Regions from separate parts of the Gossypium arboreum genome. Here region 2 is linked to region 1. The links are chromatin contacts, called in public Hi-C maps. All regions are on one chromosome and are shown on one strand. The core of a region is the stretch at or near the end of the contact, and the rest is flanking DNA. Distances in the headings are between cores, read along the strand shown.

Region 1 (6,322 bases), core at 2,717-5,216:
TAAATGTGTTGAAACAGAGGAAAAGTTGAAATTACAATGAAAAATCATATTCGCCCCTTTAAATTAACTTTGCTTGTTTAGATTACTTGTATATGTTAGTTTGTTTTTGTCAATTTAGTATGTTGAAAGCAGAAAGAGGGAAGTGTATCACCCAATTCACTAATTGATCTTCTTTTTACTGCAAATATTTATATATATGACAAATGCATGTACATGTATAACTAGTATTCTTGTACATTTCTTGTTGAATTCTAAACAATTTATTCATTTTTATCTTCATCTTCATCCTCATCGTAGTTGAAAGGTAATGGCACGGACTTGAATGCTCGATACTTACCGACATTATTCAAATGCTCGTTTTCTAGCCTGGAAATAACGTTCAGAAACATGTCAGGGTCAATGTTTAAGATTTGAATTTATAAGATAACAAGGAAGGAAGACACTTGGCTGTGTTACCTGAAGAAATTCCACATCCCTCGCCGGATGATCTCGAGGCTGGCGACCATGGTGGTCACGGTTTGTCTGTGCAAGTCAAATATCTTGAAATTGAACACTGTTTGCAACCATGCAAATCTCAGCAGAACATTCAGGACCTGCATTCCAATCAATGAACCTGGTTAAACGGATAACAGAGAGCAACGAGCTAGTTTCGAGTTCGTTCTTAAGACTTACCATGGCACCAAAGTAGACACTTTTTCGTGGTACAAGGAGTTTATCTCTCAACCATCGATTCCTAGAATGGCGTTGGAGAAGTCCCCAATCATAGACAAGGTCCCAATAAGTACCAACAATGGCAGCAGCCACTGAGAACACGAGAGCCAATATTTCCCAACCTAACCCTTTGTTCAGACTGTAAGCAGTTCTTAAACAAAGGGCTACAATTGTGATGAAATATTTTATCCCATTGTAACCTTGCAAGGTGTCTTTCTCTTCAAAAAACCGACGCAAGCACTGGAAAAAAAATGGTGAACAAAATCATTCTTAAATCTTATTTGTCGGTGTCAATGGCGGAATATAGTATTTGTTTCAAGTTTGAAATTTGTATCAAGTACCTGAAGAAGGCGAGACCAAAAAGGAATTACAGCGACAATGAAGCTAAAAGTGTTGAAGACATCGTTGGTTTTGCAACTGTTTTCTCTGTGTCTGAAATCTCCCCAACCGTAGTAGCAAACGTAGAACTCAAGGCTTCTAAATGCTTGAACCTGAAACAAAACAGTGTTTTGAATATCAAAGACCGTTTCAAACAATGTCTTGGTGTTTTCTGATATCAAAGGTTCATGTCACAAACCTGGCTAGTTAACTGATCTGCCAGGAAGAAATCCGGAAGCCTGACCTGCAATTTCAAAGTAATTTTCAGATTAAATTAAACCTCATCATTAACTTCATAAGTTACTCAAACTCAAATAGGAGTATCATCAAAAACGGGTAAGTTCAAACTTGCCTTGTATAGAGGGGCTAAGATACTGTGAAACAAACAAGTGAGGAAGAAGAAACGACTCGATCGATACAGGATGTTGAATGGTAAGAACAGTATAATAAACACCACCTGCAGATGAAAGAAGACGTTGAAAAGTCGGTTGTAAGTTTATATATACATTATATATAAAAATGTTATGAATGAATTCAATGATCTTACCACAACCAGGATCAAAGGGACGATTTCGGTGAAAGCTTTATAATCATTAGTTTTGGGGTCCATCTCCATATCAAGATTTGAGAGCACACTACCAAGTGACATTACTGCAAGGCCAAAACTGACAAGCAGCACTTCTCGGTACCCAAGTTCAGTTCCTTGTTTGAAACCAAATATGAAGGCATAATTAACTCGATACCGTCTCCAAAAGTACACGTTGCCAGCGTACATTACCGTATGTAGAACAATGAATCCAAACAAACTGCAACATGTTTTGCAAATGGCTTGTTTAATATACGGATTACTGGGACAGGATTCTAAGCCAAAACGATTAATTTGTTACCTGTAAAGTGGAAACATGGTTTCCATGTACTGGTCCGTTCCGTCATGACCCAAGATATGCCGAGCACGAATTACCAAAATAAGTGCTATTATGAGAGCAGCTGTGCATCCAGCAAAGAAACCTGAGAAATATTCAAGAATTGCAGAGAGTTATATATCTATTGAAACGAAATTGCTTTTTGTAATTTCCTACATATATATGTGTGAAGTTCAAAGTTCTACCAGTATAAAATGTTGTTGTATGTCTCTGTTTCCTAGCTTTCGGTCTTAAAACATTCATTCCTTTGCTGCGGTTTGAGTTTGCGAAATGTTTGATGAACGTAGCCTCAACTCTTTCCATAAGTTTTGTAACCTGTGATTCAACATTTAAATTATCAGTAATCATCCATTAAATCATAGTTACTGGCAGTACCTTTACTGCTTTTATTTTAGTAACTAAAGAAAGCTTACCTCTTCCGAGCTTCCTAGATATGAACTATCCACCATGTTCATGTAAGATTCTGAAGCATTCCTTGAAGCAATCTGCAATGATGAAGAACAAAACATTGTTCATAAAAAACAGAAATCTAATCATCGAATGATTTGGCATATAAATGAGAGGTATACATACCTTGTCATATTTCTTCATGATTTTTGAGAAAGCCAATGTATTTAAGAAGCTGCTTAATGGGAAACAAAGTCAAATACAATTTCATGAAATCAAACAAAGTGTTAAAATAAGCAGCATTGATCAGTACCTGTAACTTTTAAGGAGGAGAAGTTTCTGGTAGAATTCAACAAAAGCTCGCTTAAGTTTATTCTCAACTCTCTTGAGATTCTCCCTATCGAACTTCAAATCAGACTGTTTAGGGGCGTTTAGAAACACTTTAATGGTGGATCGAGGCGTCGCAAGTGTGTTATTCATTTTTACACGGTCTAGTATCTGCAATGGAGCTGGTTTATGTTTCTTGAACTTACTACCCACTGGTTTTTCAATATTTTGCTCTCCGCTATCTTTCTTTACAGTATCTTTCTTATCTTCATCTGAATCATCGTGGACGCTTGGCCCTTCTTCGATGATCTCCATGTGCTCAACTGATCTTCCTGCAAATCAACAACAAAGGGGTATTCACAAAATTTGCCTCACCAGCTTTAATTTTAGTTTAAACCAATGCTTGACTACTTAGTACTTACTGCCGCTTGCTCTAGCACCGGCCGGAATCGTAGCTGCGAGTGTGGCAGTGGACATGGCAACATCGGAGGCAAGACGAGTCAAGTCGCCGGACTGATCTTGCCAGGACCATCCATGAGGATTCTCCACTTTGATTCTGAAAGCAATGAGGGCATCCATTTGCTTGTTCAAGACCTCAGCCTCCTGCGTTACCTCGGCTACCTTGGACTTGTAAAACTTATCCACTTTATTGAACTCATCATCAAGCCTTCTGAAGTAAACCAATTCGTATTCTCCACCTTTGTCTCCTTGCATAAGGAACGTTGTTTCAACCTTGTGGGAGCCATTTCGGTTCACGGAGTTCACCAAAATTGGTTGTTCTTCCACATCCGGTGAAGGTGGACTAGTGGGTGGGTGTTGACTATGCCTGTGAATCAACAACCCACTGAAAGCTCTATACATTGACAGGCTGCGTTTCAGCCCATGTGGGATGGATTGTTGTTTGGTTCTTTGATTGAAAGTATGAATATCTTTTAACAGGGTTTTGAGATAATCATAATCCATGTACGCCCCTTGCCATTCCGGCACCATTTGAGATGCAAATTCCTTTCCAAACTTCATCTTTTACCCACTCTTTCGTTTTTGTTTACTGCTTAGCACTTAGCAGACAGAGTGCAAAACGAAGCTTGAAGAAATGTCTGGAAAATGGGTTTGAAAGAAAATCAATGAGGAGAGGGAAATTAGCTTGGCCTCGACCTGACGTCCTTGTGTGCATATTTATAGACGTAAAACATTGACCTTTTCTCTTTAATATCCTTTCTCAGTACTTTTCGTTTCACTGTTCACGTAAAGAAACTTCAACTTTTAGTTAAAAAATCAACACTGTAACACCTACCATTGCGGTTGGCAGCTGTATAAGGCCATTTATTAATTAGCAGGCCATGCATTTACGTGAAAACGGAGGACTAGTATGAACTAGAAATAGAAAGGGATCCCTGAGCTCATTTCATATTGTTTTTCACTAAATTGATGGATACACATTTTTGTGAATAAAATCGTGAAGCATATATTTGATATTAGTAAGCGTGACTAAAATTCGATTCGATTCGAAAAAATTAATAAAAAATTTTAATGGATAAAAGTTAACAATAAATTTAATTATGGTAGGTGTTAGTAGCTACAAGTACCCAAAATTATTTTTTTCTATTCGATTTGATTCGAATTTCATCTCACTTGACTCGATTCGAGAAAATTTTAAATTGAGTTAGAATGGTAAAATAAGATTCATTAACTCAGCTAACTCTAAAAATATTTATTCGATTCGATTGAATATTCACCCCTAAATATTAGAGTAAAATATTATTGTAATGCCTACCAAGAATGGTTCGCTCTAATACTTGAGGTATAAGAAAATGAGATGGTTCTAGACAAAAAAGAATTTATGAAAGATATTTTTATAAATAAAATCGTGAAATTCAATAAATAACATTTTAGGTATGGGGAACAGAGTGAGCTGGAATGCATGACCGTTTAGACTTTGCATGTATGCAGGGAGCTGAACCTTTTGACGTGAAGAAACATTCACATGTCTGACCACTTAGAATTTAAGACAAACAATGGTTGACCATATCTTAAACCTTGGTTTTGTATTTTGGAGGGTTTTTTAAATCGAGTCAAATTTAAGTTTTTTCTGTTTTAACTTTAGGCTTAGTTTAATGTAGCAGGTGAAGAAAAATGTTGCTTTCTCTTTCTTCTTTGAAATTTTTAACAATTTTTTACACCAAAAAAGAAAATTAATAATGTCCTAAAAAATTAGAACCAGTTTCTTGAATATTCTTCCTCATCGCGTTTCGCTTAAATTATAGGGTTAGTCGTCAAAATTGTCAAATCTTTGTTCAATGATTTTGACTATTGTCTCTTTCTTTACAAATTCTGTTAAGAAAATAAATTATAAAAAAAGGGCTCATAAAAAAGTTTTGGGTTAAGAAGAAATTATATGAAAATTGGAATTATTAAAATTTTAAAAAAAATTATATGATTTCTGTCCAACAAAATATTACATGAATAGATTAAATTAAATTTTAAAACTATCTCAATTGATTTCCTAGTTATAATTTCTTTATTTAAACATTGAATTAATTAAGGTAAAGTAAGAAATAAGAAATCAAATCTCATATTTAATTAATTAAAAGTTGGGAGTTTTAGTTATTAGGAGACCCATCGTTTGAATTGAAGTTATCAAAATTTCTTTCTGTTAGGTAGTACGGATGGACAAAATCAAAGCATTAAATAATTAAAGTAATCTATGAAATAAGAAAACATTTTGATAATTTAATTATTATTTACATCTTAAATAAGAAACCGTTTGTTGCTTTTTTCTGGTCAAACACAATAAACCGTTTTGAATTTACAAAATTGCTTTATTTTTATTTTTTATTTGTACAAATTGACAACATTAGTATGCTACTTAATTGTACGAATATTTGGTTTTGCTGAAATCTGAATAATAAACCCGACATTTGATTAGTTTCATTTTTATAAAATAAATAAATCTAACTACATTTTGTTTGTTTGATTATAAATTAATTATAGCGAAAGTAGGTTTTGGATTAGCAAAGTTTTTACTGTCAAAACTTAATCCAATTGAGGAAGGTCGTAATCAAAATCAATTAGCATTTTAACATCATCCCTAGCGTCATCATAATCACAGCAAAAGATTTTCAGGTCAAAAAGTTGTAACTTTCGTTTTCCCCTTCTCTGCTTCTGCTTCTTTACATTTTTCCTTTCATTCAATATACCTTTTTGACAAATGTTTCTTTTTATTATTTTTTTTATTACTTCTTAAATCCATTTTTTCCTTTGGATCATTAAACTTATATTATAATTTTATACATTCTCCCAAAAAAAAAATTGTAATGATACGATTTCATGGTTGTTAATACGTTATATTTATAGTATTGTTATATAATTATAATAAAATAAAAATGATTTGACCAGGGGTTCGACCCGGGATTCAACCTAGTATAATAAAGGGAAACCCTAAACCCGAAAGTAGGGGACTCCTTGAGCCTCCATTTTTCTCTGAAATGAGGGATCCATTTTCTGCTGTCTTAGAACCTCTTCGATTTATTTTTGTTGATTCTTTTACCAATAAATATAAAAAATATATTTATTTTTTATTTTTATAAATAGAATAT
Region 2 (6,322 bases), core at 2,841-5,340, 180 kb before region 1:
ATTTGAAGCTTTTATTTTGTTGTTTGATGATTTTATCAAGTAATTTCAGTAGAAATTGATTTTAGGACCTAATTGTGAAAAAGTTGTGAATTAAAGTTTAGTGTTAAAATTATGATTTTCAAAGATTGTGTAATAGTTTAGAATGATGGAATAAAATGTTAATTGAGAAAAATTAGCTTAATAGATGGGCTAATTGAGCAAGGACTGAATTGTATGACCTTTGAAATTTAGAGAAAAAATGGTAATAAACATCTTGAACTAAAACAATATTGGATAGCAAAAATAGACTAACTTTTAAAAATCACCATAAATTTTAGAAATCGAATTAGAAGATGAATAAAATATGAAATTAAAGCTTATTGAGTCTAGTTTTTCATAGAAGAAACGGTGTAAGCAATGGATTTGTAAATTATGAGATATAATTAATTTTGTGAGACAAGGTTAGAATGAATTTGGGTTCCCCTGTTTTGACTTTGGAAAATCAAAAACAATTGGAGAAAATTAATTAGAGTCTCAAATTTATATGCTTAGAATCCTTAATGAGTCTATTTTCAATAGAAATCAATGGGAACATTATCCGAGTTTTGTCTTGTGATATAATTAATTTTTAGTGAAGAGAGGTCGAAGCTGTTGGATAGTGAAACAGGGAAACTTAAATGAATAAACTGTACTAATTGGCTAAACCAAAATTCTTAAAATTTTATGGTGGAATTATATGTGAGCCTAGTTTTAGGAAAAATTTACGGATCTTAATTTTGAGCTTTGTAGCTCGAATTATAAATAATTGAGTGACTATGACTCATGTGAACAGATTGATGTGAGCATTAATAAGTAAATTGTGAAATCGTACTTACAAGAATGTTATATACATTAAGGATGTGGAATGGAGAGGAGGAGGAGGAAAAATATATATGAATATTCAGTTAACATGGCTAATTTGCTTGTTTTAAGCTCATGGACTAAATTGAATAAAAGTAAAACTTTAGGGGGCAATTTTATAAAAATGTCAAAAATGACTAAATTGAAGGGAATAAATTGTTTTCTTATCTAAATTAATAAATTGAATGAAATTATCAATTTAAGATTGGGTGAAATTTGGGAAATGGTAAATTACCAATATGCCCCTAAATCTTGGTATTTCTGCAATTTAGTCAGGTAGGTTCGGATACCCTGAATGAGCATGTAAATATGACAATTTAAGTATTGTATCATAATTTATATGATATTTTGAATTGATTATATGAAAAGGATGTTACATGAAACATGAAAATGAATACTAAATAATATAAATTAATTGAAATTATTCTAAAAATTTCGGTAATGCCTCGTATCCTATCCCGGTCTCAGGTACGGGTATGGGGTATTACATCTCATAATTCCAAAAGAAGTAATTTTGACAGTTGTGTTTACTTTAAGAAAAATAGTGATGGTTCTTTTGTGTATCTACTTCTTTATGTTGATGACATGTTGATAGCAGTAAAAGATAAATAGGAGATAAGAAAGGTCAAAACCCAAGTAAGTGAAGATTTTGAGATGAAAGATTTAGGACCAGCAAAGAAGATACTTGGTATGGAGATTCTCAGAGATAGAAAAGCAAGTAAATTGTACCTAAGTCAAAAGGGGTACATTGAGAAAGTTCTTTGCAGGTTCAATATGCAGAGTGCTAAGCTTGTTAGTACTCCTTTAGCAGCCCATTTTAGACTTTCATCGGCTTTGTCTCCACAATCAGATGATGAGATTGAGTACATGTCACATGTTCCATACTCTAGTGCAGTGGAATCTCTCATGTATGCTATGGTTTGTTCACGTCCAGATTTATCATATGCAGTTAGTGCAGTTAGCAGATATATGGTGAATCTCGGTAAAGAACATTGGAAAGCAGTTCAGTGGATTTTAATATATTTAAGAGGAACTACTGATGTTTGCTTACAGTTTGGAAGAACTAGAGATGGAGTAATTGGGTATATTGATGTTGATTTTGCTAGAGACCTTGATAGAAAAAGATCTCTCACAGGTTATGTCTTTACAATCGGATGTTGTGCAATTAGTTGGAAAGCCACTTTGCAAACTACAGTCGCTTTATCTACCACTGAAGCTGAGTACATGGCGATTACTGAGGCTTGTAAAGAAGTTATTTGGTTGAAGGGACTCTTTAGTGAATTCAATAAAGACCTTCAAATCAGCACAGTATTTTGTGACAGTTAGGGTGTCATCTTTCTTACAAAAGATCAAATGTTTCATGAGAGAACAAAACATATTGATGTTCGATATCATTTTGTTCGTGATATTATTGCTCATGGTGATATTGTCGTGAGCAAAATTAGTACTCATGAAAATCCTGCAGATATAACGACTAAGTCACTTCCTATAACCAAGTTTGAGCATTGCTTAGACTTGGTTGGTGTTCATGGTTGAAGTTAAACCCTTAAAGGGTTTTATGGAAGAGGTGGAGAACTTGTTCGTTGAGAGTTCGCGATGAAGAACTTGTTCATTGAGAATTCGTGTCAAGGTGGAGATTGTTAGAATTAAGTGACCCGAATCCTTATGTAAATAAAATACAGTGGTAAAATAAAATAAAAGAAGAATCCATATAGAATTACACTTCTTTTATTTTATTTTAGAATAAGGTTTTTTAAACCTTATTAAATTCCATCTATTTGATATTGATTAGAATAAGGTGTTTCAGTCTTACTAGAATATGGCTTTAGAAGCCTATAAATAGATATAGTCTATTCCTCTTGTAATGATTTAAATTCGACATAGTGAATTTTCTTCTCCTCTGTCCGTGGTTTTTTCCCGAAAGGGTTTCCACGTAAAAATCTATGTGTTCTTTATTTTATTTTTATATTTTTATTTTATTTTATTTTTCACAAAAGACTAAAAAATAATATAAATGATTATTTACATTGAAGAGTGTTGATACAGTGAATAATAAGGATGTAGTATAAAAGAGATAGTGGTGGTTGTTACAGAGGTCAATTCACTTAGTGAGGGTGAAAAGTAAGAGGTTAAGGAAAATAAAGTTGAAAGAAGTATAAAGGGTTGAAAGTTGAAAAGGAGTGTTGATAAAGTGTAGGCTTAATATCCTTAGAGAATCGGTTCTTTATTCATTGTTCCTGGATGTATTTATAGGAAAAGGTCCTATGTAAGATGGCGTTAACGTATTTAACTTGCCATTTACTCATTATTACGGAGCGCGTGGAGGGGATGTCTTCAATAGGATGAGAATGTTTATGACATTATAGATCTTGTCATTCATTCTGAATTGATGGGAGAAAGCAATTGATCCCACAAAATGTTCGGTGACCAACAATTTCATGTTCCCAATGATGCTTCGGGATCCGAATGACGGATGGTATGTGCTTGTTTGGATGGTCATCTAAGAAATGAGAGCTCACGAGTAGCCTTCTGGTTTACTGGTGGCAAACCAACTGTTTAAGTGTCTTTTTGGCTTGCTACATGTCTTGATACGGATAGGGGTATATCAATATTCCCTCATTCGCTAATGTGTCGTGGGTTGCTTGGAAAACACAATAGATACGAATTAAGCATACCTAAATTATGTCATTTCTCTCATTTTGGTATCTAAACATTTTTTTTTGTCACAAGTGGTATATAAACTTTTTTTCCCTAATTGGGTACCCAAACATTTTTATAAATGAAGTTTATAAAACCAAAAGTTTAGATATAAGTTTATTAAGATTTAATTATATGCGTTTGGTATAATTATATTTATATTTAATTATACATGTTTGAAGATCAAATTGAAAGTATTTGAAAATATGGAGGTTAAATTTATTGAAATGTTTAAAATTAAGATCAAATTGATAGAATGCGTTAATATTGAAGAATAAATGTGTTATTTATACTGATTATAAAAATCATCACTATCATTAACTATTTAACAGAGAGTCACCAAAATAGAACTATCTAAAACATGAGTGGCGAAAATAGAAATGATCTATAACGTTAGTGACTAAATTAAAAATTTTAATAGTTAGATGAGGAAAACAAAACCATGCTAATAGTGGGGTAACTAATTCTAGAGTTTACTCGTTGACTAAATTAAACAAAAAATAGAACTTTTACTATAAATATTTGAATGAGGATGTCAAATGGCAAGCGTCCTAGTTCTCTGATTTGGCCCTTGATGAACCAAGAAGAACGACTTTTTTCTTTTGAACGGTAAAGAAGGACTTTGTTTCCGCTGTTTTACGAAGCAAAATTTTTAGCTTTTCAAGTATTCTCCTTTTACAGCATACCCAGAAATTTTCTTGAGAAAATTTGCAAGAAAATTGAATATGGGAAATAGGATTGAATTATTTAATCTAGAAAAGCACTTTGCTTTTTATGGTGCATATCATAGCAACCCAACAAACATAGTAATTCACATGTTATTTGTTTGGCCAATCTTCTTCACTGCAATTCTCCTTCTTGACTTCACTCCTTCTCTGTTTAATCTCCCTCATATTAATTTCTCTCTGTTTGGAGTCCATGTTTCGTTGATTTTCAACTTTGGGTTCTTGTTTGCTTTCGTCTACGCTGTGTTTTACATGTGTTTGGATGTCAAAGCTGGAACCTTGGCTGCCTTACTTTGCGGGGTTTGTTGGATTGTTAGCAGCGTTCTTGCAACTCGACTTGGCTTTTCTCTTGCTTGGAAGGTACAAATTTGTTCCTTTTGTTACGCCTTTCTTTATTGGTTTTGGTTTCTGGTTGACTCAGTCATATTAAGCATCCTTTTCATTTTTTATTTTCACGGAGGAGGGTCTGCATACCCCCAAACTCCAAAGTGTTAGAAAATTGACACACACATTGTTTTGCTTATAAGAATCTGAAAATATACGGGTGCATTTCTATTCTAAAAGAACCAGACCTTCAAAGAGATCTATTTCTGGAGCATCCTTTCAAGTTTCAATGTTTTGAATGATGGCTTCACTTTAGTGTTGTATGGTAGTCTACAACATAAGTGGCGTCTGGAATTTATTCCAAAACATGGAAAGTTTATCATTCCCACATGCTAATGGAGTCTTTGGTTCCATTTCATTCCCAAGCATGGTCTTGGACTTTGAAAATCATTGAAATTGATCTTTAATTGTTTATTGGCCTCTCAGCTGCAATTTTTTTTAGAGAATCTCAATCCATAACATTTCCAGACAAATTAAAAACAGTTGATCATTTTGCCTAAATGTTTTATGGCTGTTCTCGTAAAATTCTATGGCTGCAACATGTGCATGTTCTTGTTGCTTTATAGAGTGCATTGGCACTTACATCTCAGACGCTTCTTGTTTCAATCCGTTTGTTGCTTACAAGTTACACTGGTTCTTCCAACTGATTGCTGTAGTTTCTGAATTTGCATTTTGCAAGTTCACTTTATCTTGCTTTACTCTGATTGGATTGGATTGGATTGGATTGAAACCAATTTTAGGTCGTTCTTGCGGTTCAACTTTTCTGCTGGATTGGACAGTTCATTGGCCATGGGGTCTTTGAGGTAATGAGTTCTAATAATACATACATGTGTATATTCATGCATGTAAGCACATACACACAAAAAGTTAATGCCTTTCGATCATACATTCATTCTCCTAAATTTCGATTAATATGCTACAGAAACGAGCACCAGCTTTATTGGATAACCTTGTTCAAGCCTTTATAATGGCTCCCTTCTTTGTGCTGTTTGAGGTAATTTCATCTTCCTTTTTTCTCTTTCAAAATAAAGGAAAAGGGACAGGAAAAAAAAAGGTGATTGATCTTCATACCTATTCATAAGTTCTTATTCTTTGCTCCTCAGGCTCTTCAAACCTTCTTTGGTTATGAACCGTACCCTGGGTTTCATGCAATTGTTCAAGCAAAGATCGAAACTGAAATCAATGAATGGAAAGAAAAGAAGCAGAAATTACTTAATTAGATACTGCATCCATTGACATTAGCTTGCAGGTGATTTCTTTGAGTAGAAAATGAGAACAAACTCATAATATACATTTAATGTTTCATTCTACAAATCGTGACTCAAAGCACATGAAGTGACAGTTCATCAGCTTGTAGCTACAATGAATATGTTCACATGAAATGGCTATAATAGCCACTCTTTTTTATCCCTGATTTGCCAGAGTTGGAAGGATTTGCATGTTGAAACAGATTTACATGCTGTTTTGGAGCTTGTTTGAAATCGATCGTTACTGCAACATATGTTATCTATCTATTTATTAGTTATTCAGCCGTTAAATTTATAATGCCTTTTCTATCAAAAAGGGTATTCCTTATTGCAATTATCAGCAGAGCTTAGAGGAGTTCTCTAGTTAAGAATCCGAATTGATTGCTTGCA

Evidence for each region. A called contact is a pair of places that touch in the nucleus more often than the background predicts.
Region 2: a contact with region 1 is called in a Hi-C map of leaf, with 2.6 times the contacts expected there. The contact joins the promoter of LOC108478268 here to the promoter of LOC108478731 in region 1. A contact is called at or near these places in 2 of 5 Hi-C or Micro-C datasets (both in leaf).

The regions. Positions count from the first base shown.
Region 1 is chr12:104,964,198-104,970,519 of ASM2569848v2, reverse strand. It overlaps LOC108478731 (phosphate transporter PHO1 homolog 3), which reads right to left and starts at 3,966. Exons shown (of 13, transcript XM_017781201.2): 1 at 3,149-3,966; 2 at 2,713-3,058; 3 at 2,586-2,634; 4 at 2,426-2,497; 5 at 2,198-2,327; 6 at 1,977-2,097; 7 at 1,637-1,895; 8 at 1,442-1,546; 9 at 1,289-1,333; 10 at 1,053-1,202; 11 at 673-951; 12 at 457-593; 13 at 156-366. The coding sequence starts at 3,746. The coding sequence ends at 261.
Region 2 is chr12:105,140,326-105,146,647 of ASM2569848v2, reverse strand. It overlaps LOC108478268 (2-hydroxy-palmitic acid dioxygenase mpo1-like), which reads left to right and starts at 4,090. Exons shown (of 4, transcript XM_017780706.2): 1 at 4,090-4,661; 2 at 5,426-5,488; 3 at 5,608-5,679; 4 at 5,789-6,223. The coding sequence starts at 4,302. The coding sequence ends at 5,905. LOC108478267 (cytochrome P450 704B1) reads right to left here. Exons shown (of 6, transcript XM_017780705.2): 6 at 5,823-6,322.